Regions from separate parts of the Rattus norvegicus genome. Here region 1 is linked to region 2. Evidence: chromatin contacts called from public Hi-C data. All regions are on one chromosome and are shown on one strand. The core of a region is the stretch at or near the end of the contact, and the rest is flanking DNA. Distances in the headings are between cores, read along the strand shown.

The links. Hi-C and Micro-C count contacts between places; a contact is called where the count stands out from the background.
Region 1: a contact with region 2 is called in a Hi-C map of Schwann cells, with 4 times the contacts expected there. The contact joins two enhancer-like sites. A contact is called at or near these places in 8 of 12 Hi-C or Micro-C datasets (the A7r5 cell line, the Rat2 cell line, Schwann cells and 5 more).

Annotation. Positions count from the first base shown.
Region 1 is chr12:51,314,407-51,320,293 of GRCr8, reverse strand. The region is part of intron 1 of Ttc28 (tetratricopeptide repeat domain 28); the gene reads left to right. Among named protein-coding and RNA genes, the nearest start is that of Ttc28, 130 kb to the left of the region's middle. Within about 2 kb of position 2,398, at least 64 of the 93 cell types and tissues checked have an H3K27ac peak or open chromatin away from gene starts, as enhancers often do. A contact at or near this core is called in the A7r5 cell line and Schwann cells, where this site is marked.
Region 2 is chr12:51,089,117-51,094,853 of GRCr8, reverse strand. All of the region lies in intron 5 of Ttc28 (tetratricopeptide repeat domain 28), which reads left to right. Among named protein-coding and RNA genes, the nearest start is that of Pitpnb, 130 kb to the right of the region's middle. Within about 2 kb of position 2,808, at least 12 of the 93 cell types and tissues checked have an H3K27ac peak or open chromatin away from gene starts, as enhancers often do. A contact at or near this core is called in the A7r5 cell line and Schwann cells, where this site is marked.

The DNA of each region.
Region 1 (5,887 bases), core at 1,149-3,648, 230 kb before region 2:
ACAGTGATGACGAGGGGTATGCAGAGGACAGAGAGATCCCTGAGTGAGTGAATGTGTGCTTTGACATGGGCACAGCCTTGTCAAAGGGCACACGGTCTCAGGGTCAGAGAGTTGGCAAAGCCTTCTCAGGGAGACTTGAGTTCAAGTGTTGATGGTGTGTACAGAAAAGCTTTCCACAAAAGCTTTCTCCTCTGGCTAGTTAAGGCTTGAAGACTGCTCCCTGCAAAGACTGCTCCAACAACATTGCTAGCTGTGTCTCCTTGGTCCCGTGCACACCATAGATCCTGCCTCCTTGCTCCTCTATAGTAACCTCCCCTCCTTGTTCATCTGAATGCAGTAACCTCACCTCTGTTCAACTCCAGATACTAAACATGCTGAACTTCCAGGGTGCTGAGGTTTCTCCATTAGAGATTCCAGACCATCTGATCCCAGGTGTCCGTCTATCTGTCTTTTCTTCATTCCCTCACCACCCCATGTACAAGGACAGGGCAGGGCTATGAGGCATGTAGCTGTGGGGTTCAGTGTGTCATGACCCAGGCTCGGGAGTCAGGTCCTGTAGGTCTGACTTCCAGTCCTCAAGCTCTGTGTGTGTTTCAGTTGAGCAGCTAACCTCGTGTGAAAGGTGGAGTGAGAGAGATCTGTGTGGCCACTGATGTCGACTCTCAATTGTTTTGTGTGTTTCAGTGAGTGACACCCGTGCCTGCATCAGATTTCCTGCATAAGCTAGTTCTGATAGTGCATAGGAATGTTGGATGCAGTTAATAGTGTGTGCACCTCTAGTGCCAGTTATATCAGCATCTCCCGAAATAGCCTTAGGGTGGAATGGCAGGTGATAGGTATGTTGGATAATAAATGATAATAGTATTATATAGTATTTTGTACTCATAGATCAATCATCTATAAGATGGAATTATTACACAAAGAGGAATAAAACAGTCCATCTATATCTGTTTATCATCTCATCTATTTATCTATCTATCTATCTATCTATCATCTATCTGCCATCTATCTATCTATCTATCTATCTATCTATCTATCTATCTATCCATCCATCCATCCATCCATCCATCCGTCCATCTATTTGGCTTTTCAAGATAGGTTTTTTTGAGACAGGGTTTCTCTATGTAGCCCTGGCTATCCTGGAACTCACTCTGTAGCCCTGGCTGGCCTTAAACTCTGACATCCTTCTGCTTCTGCCTCCCTCGTGCTGGGGATTAAAGGCGTGTGCCACTAATGCCAGGCTGCAGTATTTTATAGTAGTACAATTAATGCTACTCAGTCTGTCAGCAGGCTGAAGTGGAAGGATGGATGGATTGACATCACAAGTTACCTATATAGTGAGACTCTGTTAATCTTTAAAAGCAATTTAATTTAGAGAAGGAATAAAATCTATATTTAAGTTTATTTGTGGTAAAGTTTCTGATTAATTTTTCTTGTTCGAGATCTCAAATCTTTTCTTTAAATCAGAATTTTTATAGCTTTTTAAAAAATCATTTATTATTTATTTTATTTACGTTTTAAGTGCATTTGCTTGTATGAGTTTAGGTGCACAGTCATATGCAGGAGTCAGTGGAGGTCAGATCCCCAGGAAGTGGCGTGGCCTCTGGGAACAGGTCCTCTGTACAGTTAGCCCCGCCGCCATCTCTCCAGCCCCTCTGTGCAAGTTTGATTTGGACTCTTGCCCCTTTTATTTCTCCGTGTAGCTCACCCAAATATAAGAATTCTTGAGAGGTTTCCGAGCCGGCCTGTGGACGCCTATGGAACTGTAGCTTCACTTTTTTGCTGTGTGGTAGATGTCGTGGCACTAAGACCCAGAAACTCTGTGCTCTGTGTGGCTGGAACTGGGCTGGCTGTGCTCACACCGAAGGGAAGGAAGTCATTAGTGCAGACTGAGCCGTGGAGTTAGGGTCTTGCAGGATTTCCTTCCAGCCTTTCCCCACGTAGGTTCTAAACACACAAACCAAGTTTTCCTACTGACTGTGTTCAGGGAAGGTGGACATTTCGGATGGGCAGATCCGATCCCAAGTTGTCTAAGAAGCAGAAAACTGCGCAAAGAAGCTCTGATTACAGATCTTTGGAATTTTCTTTGCTAAATTTTTACAAACGAGAAATACACCCAGAATTTTGGGAATTGCTCCAGGCTGCGTGTGAGGGTTTGATTGCTTGTCTAATCTTTTTCTTTTTTTGAGAAGAGGAGAATTCGCCAAGAGGGGCTTGGATGGCAGGAGCCCGGCCAGGTTTCTGTGGTAGCTTCTGCTGTTGGTCTCTGCTCTGAGGGGTCTGCGGCCCATCGGAGAGCTCCTTCCTGGAGCCTTTTCGCAGGCGCGGGTCAGGGAACATGCCCCGTTCCGGCCCGGGCGCGCCGTTGGCCGCCGGGACGTCCTAGCCCCGAGGGAGAGTGAGTGTGGTGGCCGCGGTACTTCGCGCTGAACCGAAGACGAAGACTGTCCGTCCTATCCTATCCGGGAAAGAACGAGGGGGTTCAAGGAGGCAGCATGACTTGCAGTCGCCGCCGCCCTGCGTCTGCCCCCAGTCCCCAGCCCACCTCTTGATGCGTCCCGGGTCGGCTGTACAAATATGATGAAATGGCAGCCCCGGAAGAAGGTGAGTGCGCCGACGGCAGCGGTGGGGCTGGCGGGGAGGGGGCCCCGTGGGACCCCGAGGCCATCTGGGTCCGTGCGCCCACCGCCCGCCAAGTTCTCGCCTCCGGGGGCGCGAGGCCCGGCGGGGTGACAGCTGAGCCTCAGCCCCGCGTGCTGGCCCGGAGCAGCGGCTCGCCCGCCCCGCTAGGCCCGCAGGTGGGCGTCGGAGCGCCCCCTGCCCCTCGGGGACCGGCGTCCGGGCCGCTGGCAGCCGCTTCCCCTGGGCCCCGCTGGGGGGCGGGCAGCCCCGGAGCGAGCGCGGAGCAGCTCCCCGCGACCGCCCGGCCTCTGGCGCCAGGGCTGCGGCGGGGCGGCTGCGGGGACCCGCGGCCGCGTGGGCGAGTGCGGGCGCGCCGGCCATTGTGCGCCGCGTGGTGTGTGCATCGATCGTGGGCAAGGGGGAGGGGGTACTTTGCTTTTTGCAAGATTATTTCCTAATATGGCTCCTTTGTTGAGAACCGGAGGAAAAAACATCTAGTGGTTCTATCAAAATAAATTGCTATTGGTCCCCGAAATAACGTTTCTAAATGTGGGACCGGTCCCTTCCTTGGGACACAGAGGGAGAAAGACAGCTTTCTTCAAGTTCTTGGCAGCTGTGTGTTTGGCCAGGGTTCCCCTTTGCAAACTTGCCTGACTGCCACTCTTAGGTTAACACAGCGGTTTACAGCATAGCGGGACTTTCCCTTCAATACCTCATTTGGCCATGGTTTTTATTGACATTCTTCCGAAGGAAAACACAGCGAACTGAATGTGCCGTGCCCCTCCCCAGCCGTGACCTGTCTCTGCTAGCAGCTGTCTGGTGTTTCACTCAAGTAGCTAAACTGGTTCTTTCTTTGTGCCATGATGTGTGATGTCGAGTTTGACATCAGAGCTGAAATAGAAATCATGTGTGAAGTACTGAGACGACACGGCGCTGGTTTGACTGCCAGGGAGCCGAGCAGACCGGGCTTCATTATGGCCCCACGAATGCAAAGGTTTTCTTTGGTATCCAATTGATTCGATTTTATCCAGTGGCAGTTGTTTCTACCTCAGCCCAAAGGCAAAATCACTCACATATTTGTTAGGTTCTTATCAAAGGGCTCCGTTCAACTAGATTGGTATAAGAGGTTTGTGAACTCCCCACCCCCACCCCCATGAGAACACACGAAAACCCCATATAATCAAACATCTTAAACAGATGCTGCATAGTCCTAGAATCTTCTACGTTTGTGTAATCTCCGTGAGTAGTTTAGAGATCTCTACAAACTGTACATCACAAATGCCTGCTTTTCCTATTTTACCCAACATGTAGTAACTCATATGGTTATGTCACTGAAAACCCCTCTGGGTACCGGTATTGCCTGAACCAAGGAAGTATTATTCTTGGCAGCTAGGTGGATTTCTGGACTCTGGAAGATTCTGTTTCAAGTGTTAGGATTCACTGCGGTATTTACTCACTGCGATGCTTAGATGGCTATACCAGAGACTCTGTTTATTTTCTGTATTCAGTCACAAGGCATCATGGTGTAAGGATTCAGATATCAATCTGGAGAGCTCATAGAAGCCGAGCTGTCCGAGTCTGTGTCGTTATTCGTTGGTGCTTGAGAGCAATTCTTGTACACTGAAAGTGAAAGCTACCTTGGGAAAGATGCTATTCAACTCCAGTAGGCACCACCAACCCTTTAGCAGACTCTGAATTTTCTCAGTCCTGCCAGAATACTCAAGTGATCATACCATTGCCATGGTTTCTGCCTGCCTCTGTTAACACATTTGTAGTGGTACAGCTACATGTCAGGTGTTTTACCAAATTGATCCATAAAGAATATCCACACCCCACTTGAAGAGTGGTAGCATACTGTGACCTGAACAGAGCTAGGGAGAGCACCCACAGATTTGTACTGCCAGCCACCTTCCCATCTAACCGCTAAGGCTGATTGGTGGTTTGGTATCTTGCAGTCTTGTCCGTCACTACTAGTTTGGGCTTTTTTGAATTCTGGGTTTCTAGGTTCACTATCATTTCTGGATTTCTTTGTTTCTAGCTGAATGTGGAGCTGAGGGTTCATTGACTGAAGGGGAATTCTTCCCACTATTAATTTGATGGATTAAACACCAAGACAAAGTTTATGAGTGTGTGAGTATGCAGTATTCTATTAGTGTCAGATCATCTTCTTACAAAGGAGGCTTCCAACGTGATTGATCATGGCCACAGCACATCAAGCCACACCAAGCACACCAGGATGAGTCTCAGTGGACCTTCCAAACATAACAGATCTCTCGCTGAGAGTTTAGCAGTTTCCCCAAAAGCAAGATGCATAGGAGTCTGCAGACTGCTTATTATCTCCAGACCCAACACATTTTATATATTAAATATGAACAGGTTTTTCTTCACTAACCACACTCCAATTAGTTTTTTAATTAAAAATGCAGGATTCTGAATGGTTGCCCAGGTCTCGTGGCTGAAATGATATCTTACATCATTCATGTAGCACGCAACATTTTTTAAGGCACCTGCTGTATGCCAGGCACCCCTGGTTGGTCTACATCTGTTCAGTTCTTACCTAGTAAGGAAAGGGTGTGTTACTTGAATTCCACAAATAAGGGGACTGGTGTAGAGAGGGGATTTGACTTGCTGGGATTGACAGCATCCGGAGCGTCAGGGGGAGGGGGCTTCAAAAATGGATGGAGCCAGGTCTTAGGTGAACTTTCTTCTTCCAGTCCAAGGACCATTACCAGGATGCCACCTCCATCCCTCACCCCCTGCCCTCTTGGAGGAGCACAGAGACTTAGCTACCTGGGAAGTGTAAGCATTCAGTCTCTGCCACAGAGTATAAATAGATTCTGGCTTTTGAGGTTGTTCATTTTTTTGGCTGGGATCTTCTCTTTCTCCCTGTAAATATGGTGTTTATCTGGCCTCCTTGTAGAGTTATAGCTCCTTATGTTCAGGGACCATATCTCTTTTGGTCTCAAGAATAATACAGTTGCTTAACAAATGTTTCTTTTATGTAAGAGGAAATAACTGCCCCTTGTGTCCCTACTCTGCTTCTTCAGTCCATTTGCTCCTAGGTTTGTCTCTCATGGCTTATTTGAGTGCCCCAGCATCTTGCCATTGGCTTCCAACCCTTACAGACAACATCAGAAAGGGGGCAGCCACTCTCCACAGAATCTCCCTGGAAGTCATGATTAAGACAGACGAGTTTAAGATGAGGTACCAGCCTCAGTACCCGAACTCGCTCTGGTATTGTGCTTGTTTGATTTAGGCAACCTAA
Region 2 (5,737 bases), core at 1,559-4,058:
AGTTTCAAAGGTGATGTGGGTGACCTGCCCTGCGTGTCCAGCGGCCTGTGATGAATGGGTGCCGGGCACATAAGGACCCACCCCTGTCACCTCCACCACATTGCGTCACACATATGTAGGGTCTTCAAAAGTAGGCAAACTTAGGTTGCCAGGTTCATAGCAAAGCATTAGATTCCTTGCCAATTCCGTTATAACTACCATGGCTCTACAAGGCGCCTCAGATCCACATCGCTCTCTCCAGTGCCCATGGGCAATCTGTGCCTGCCTACTGGAGACCTCTGCAGGGGTCTGCTTGCCAGTCCCTGCGGGCGGTGAGCCCTGCAGATGTCAGGGCTCCCCTTCAGATGCCTCTTGAGTTCTCAATGCCAATCTCTCTCAGGGTGTTAATCTTCGACACCCTGTGAATCGATGAGGAGCGCCTAGCAGGATCACGGCACTCAGTAAATAGTACCGCTGTTCCTATATGCCCATAGATTTGTCTCTTTTAAAATAGGCTCGCAGATGTCTGCACTCAACCCAATTAGCAGACTTGAGTAAGGGGCGTCCACTGCCAGCATCTTTGACTTTCTAGAAGATCCTCACTAAAGAAAGATGACAATAGCCCCAGAGTTCACAGAACAGCACTAGCTGTCTGAACTCACACTGGTGACTTCAGAGCACCTTACTGAAAAAATCTGAAATCATTTCTACAATTAGGCCTGGGTGGGAGTGTGGCAGGGGTAGGGTACGGATAGGGGAGGGGAGGGGAGGGGTGTAGAGGGGAGGGGTGGGAGGCAGCCAGGGACAGAAAACCTGGGTCTTGGCTCCAGACCTGCCCCGGTTTGAATTGTAGCATGGAGCTGTGTGGTCTGGGGAGAGTCACATCAGATGTGAAACAAGGTTAAGGAGCTCTGGGTGGGCGTGCGGGTAGACCCCCAGTGCAGGCTCAGCAAATGTGGCAAGGACTGAGTGAGACCTCCCATTCTGGAAGTGAGCTTGAGCCACCAGGTTTCTCCCTTATCTGGCCCTTCACTTGGTTCCCAGGTGATGCCAAGGCTTTGGGGAGGGGCGGTATTCAGAGTAGTTCTTTGTAAAACAAAACAAAACCAACAACAAAACCCCAATAGAAGAACTTGACCATTTTGGCCTAGCCAGATGAGAGAACCCAGCTCCTTTTATGTCCTGGATTTGCTACAAGTTTCTTTCCAGGCTAGTGAAAAAAATAACTTTCTTCCCTTATATGGCTTAAACCACGAGTCCTTTTTCCCCCTGTCTCAACATTCCGGACCTTCTGTGTGATCTTGTTTTGTTTGCTTCTAAACACGTTTTGCAACAAGCTCAGGAGCATCAGTGCATCTGCCGAGTGTCTTCCACATTCCCTGCCTTGAAGCCCGGGAGACCCCCCCCACAACCCCCCCACAGTTCGGCCTGGCTTACCTGCGGTGTGCCTTAACGTTCTGAATGGTTGCCAAGTGATAGATTCCCTGCGGGGACAGGAAAAGCAGTGCTTTCCAGCCCTGCTGTAACTGACAAGGAGGCCTGTGCCCTCAAAGTGGCCCAGCTTTCTGATATTCATAAGGGATTTTGGTGAAATGGCCACTCTGACCTTTGTGACCATACACACTGACCTGTCCGCCACTGGTCATTTTGTCCATTTGTCTATCTACCCTCTACCCCCATTCTTAGGGGTCTTTCTTCTGGGAGACCAAGCTCAGTGGGCTGGGAGACAGGAGACTCTGCTATTGTCTGTTCCTTGGGAGGCCACTTGCAAAACAGAGCTTCTTTACTGATAGCTGTGACACCTCCCAACACAATGAACCCAGAGGCCAGTGACCCCCACACACCCACAACCTAGTACCAGGCATGGGCAGACGTTCAGGTGTATGTACAACATTCCAGCATCCTCCAGAAGGCCTGCTGTGTTGTGGGGACTCTAGAATGACAGTGTTTGAATGAATGCCGGTGTGCCCCAGTGATGGCTGTTCTGTGGATGGTTAAGAGAGGTAGACAGAGGGAGGCATGGAAGTCCTACACTGCTTTTCTTCTTTGCCTTTTCTTTGTTCTCTTTTTACGACTCCAGTAACAGGAGTTTTATTACAGCAGTTTGTGTTCTCAGCTCTTTTGCTGAGGCTCTGCATAATTTATGATCTAGATTCCAAAATGTTAGTGAATTGCTCCACCAGAAATAATGGAATGTGACAGCAGTGGATTCCACATTCTTGGCCCAAATATTTGTGTCTGTGGTTTGCAAGTCATTTCATAGCATGACTGCTGCACTGCTCAAGCTGTTACCAGGATGGGTTCTGACAAAGGAAGAGAATTTGGGTGACCATAAAAGCACAGAATGGGTGGGTCAACAGCACTGTGCTTATGTGCATGGTGGGGGGAGGGGAGGGATGGACGGGGTTGGGGGGAGGGAGGGAGTAAGGGAGGGAGGGAGGGAGGGAGGGAGAGAGAGAGAGAGAATCCTGCCCTGTCCTCCAGCAGGTGCACCCCACCCCTGAAACCAGGCAGAATAGCTGTATTAGATTTGTGATTTCAGCCCCAGCCTGTGCTGATTAACACCCACTGGGCACTTTCCTATCTGAATAAAGCAGTCATCTGCCCTCTCAGTGCACCGCAAGAGGCACCCCAGGGAAAGTGTCCAGTGGGCGGTGATTGTGAAGCCTCAGGGAACCTCCTGTGCACCGAAGGCACCGTGCTGACCCATCTTTATTAGGACATCACCCAGCAATGTCAGAAAGATCTGGAGGCAGAATCTACTACTATCAATGCAAATCACTTAAATGACAAAAAGATGTCACAGCACAGAAAAGACTGTTCCCTGTGTGGATGTGGCTTCGTTGGTGAGTCACGAGGGCTTAGTGGCCGCAGAACTGAATGTCTGAGGCACTGGGGGAGTTTGTCTTGGTATTGAATTGTCCTTCCTATGGCAAAAATGAGGCAAAATCATCTGACCAGATTCCTAGACTTCCCCCTGAGGCTGTAGTTGACAGGAAACAACAGCCGTAGGCGTGCAGAGGATCACAGATACAGCTGCAGAGTCCTGTTCTAGCAGACAGCTGCTTTTTTTTTTTTCCCCTCTTACCAGAACCACCAACAAATCACCCTGTGACCAGTTCACTCATGGGTGCCCGGCCACAGGGATCATGGAAAGGATTACAAAGTGGACGCCTTGCAGCTGGCTTTGCAGTGGCTCCGCTGCCAGGGGCATTTCATGAGACACAAACAATTCCTGCCTGCCCCTTCACTCATTGACTTTGTATCAACTGTGTCTGAGATGTAATGAGAAAAGGGTGAAGAAAGCAACATTCTTGCTCGTGTTTTAAAACAAGCACAAGACCTGAAGGAGCACAAGGTTGAACAGAGCAGCACTTGACAGAAGCGAGAGAGCGAGTGCGGGGCGTGGTCAAGAAAGCCCTCTTTTATAGGGATGGAGTAAGGTCCAGAAAGCTGGTCTTGAATTGTTGGAACTATTGTTCTAATATGTCCCTATGAAAGACACACAATCCAGGTACTTTATTTATAAGCCAGATGCCTAGATTGGGAGATCTAGGGCTATTCTAGCTTATTACCTGGTCATTAAGCCCCTTGTTACTTGCTATTTCTCCCTGACATGGGGTTCTGAACCATGGCCGATTCCTCCTCCCTCCCCTCACCTGGAACCTCCTCTCAAACCTCCAGTCCAGTCTTACTTTCTCCACAGCCCAATAACAGGTTCTAGCCTTTTATTGACCAGTTAAATTGGGGAGAAGGTTCCCGTGGCCTCACTTGGGCACATGAGCATCTGCTGGTAGCGGGCAGTCTCACATCGAGGAACCAGTTTTAACTACAGGATGTAAGCAGCAACAGACGCACTCCAGTCTTGGGATCGAATGCCGACATTGCTCTTTACTCCTTGGCAACCAATAGAACCACAGTCTGGAAACTTAATGTCAACAATGTGTCAGGCTATTTAGTGACAGGACACCTCCTCCTCCTCTTCCTCCTCTTCCGCATTTAAAAAAAATTAATTCCAGCCTTAGATTTCTGGGCCATGCTAATGAACCCATAATTGAAAAATAATTCCGGTAACTGTTTCTCCAAGTTAAAAAAAAAAAAAACAACAAAAAGCAAAAAACAAACAAACAAAAAAAAAAAACCCAAGTCTTAGGAATCTGACCTGAAAAAAATGCATATTTCTGACCTATAGGTTTGTTTACATGAATAAGTAAAAGGGCTATAAAGCCCTGCCTATTTAGTTATGTATTTAATTAACCTGCCTTTATTAAGAAGATTACAGCCATCTCTAGAGCATCTGGGCCGTGGATAGTGTGGCTGTGCTGTGTGTGTAGAGCCTGTGAAATGATTCGGGGGAACCCAGAAGGCAGGGCTGATAGACAGGACTGAGCCTTGGCGCTCTTAGTGGGATGCTGTGTGGCACTCGGGTTGACCTAAGTCCTCTGAGGGAGTGACAGCCTGAAAGCAGATGTCCCTGGGGGCTGCGATCTGGTGGGTTGATGTGAACAGCCTCAGTTCACAGCAACATTAAACGCTTCTTTAGACAGGGCCACATGCAGCCATTTCAGATCAGAGGTCTGCCATTCTCCCCCACCCCCGCTGGATCTGCTTTAAGAACCCCACCCCCTCGAGACCACCTCATGCTGGTGGGACCTTGCAGCTCCCAGCTTCATCTTGACCCCGCAGCTACCCTACACCTGATGGATAGGGAGGTTACACGCTGCTTAGGGTGCCCCAAGTAACTGGAGCCACACTCAGGTCTCCCCAGGAACAAGAGCCTTTCCTTAGCTACCACCTTCCCAAACTGTTCCCAGGGCATGGCTGGCATGTTGTGTGTGGGTCTCTCTACACAGATCATCCGGGTGGATATAGTTGGCTGTGTGATTCTAGCCTCTGTGAGTGAAACCAGCGATGAGATGGGTAAGCTCGGGGACAGAAAGCCAAAAAGTTGGGAGGAGAAAGGGACCTTCCTGGGGATATGGGAGGATCACACATTTTAGAGCTTGCAGGACTGCAGAGACTGGAGACCCCACCGACCAGGGACCTCAGCTCAGAGACAGGAATTTGAACTGCAGAAGCTGGCTCACAGCTGGGTCAGGAGGGGCTTCAGGCCGGCAGGCTGCCTCTCCTCCCTCCTGCAGAGGGAGCCACCTAACTCCACTAAGCTTTCATTCAGAGCCCCAGATTCTGACAGCCAACCTCACCCACTCTGCTCACTCAAGAACAGATTGTGGTGGGGGCATCCTGTCTTTGTCCCACGGTCTGTCTGTCCTCCCAGGTCTCCCTGAGCTGTGAATAGTCCTCAGAAGCGGAGCTCAGTAGGCACTAGGAGAAGCTGCTTGCCACCCACAGGCAGGCTTTGTTTTCTGTCACCTCACACTCCACCCCATGCTGTTTGCACTTCCTTCCATGTTCCCCGCCTTGCACACCTTTCCTGCTCCAGGTCAGCACGTGAGTTGCTTGGAGGCACATTTCCAGCTGGTTTAGCTCATCCCTGCCCCCAGCACCAGCCCCTTGGGGCCTGCGCATCCCTCGGGACAAGGGGCAGTTCACAGAAGGCGGGGCGGCATCTTGATGCTCTCGGTCTTTAATCCCCTCATATCTCCCATCCCTTCCCAAAGCCAGGGGAAAGGAAGGGGCGCACAGAAGGATGCAGAGTCTCATGCTTCCACACTTCCGCGTCTGTGTATGGGAACCAACGGTCATCGCTATCTCCCGTTTATTTGAACAACCCTTTATTCTTTGCTCATACCTTTGA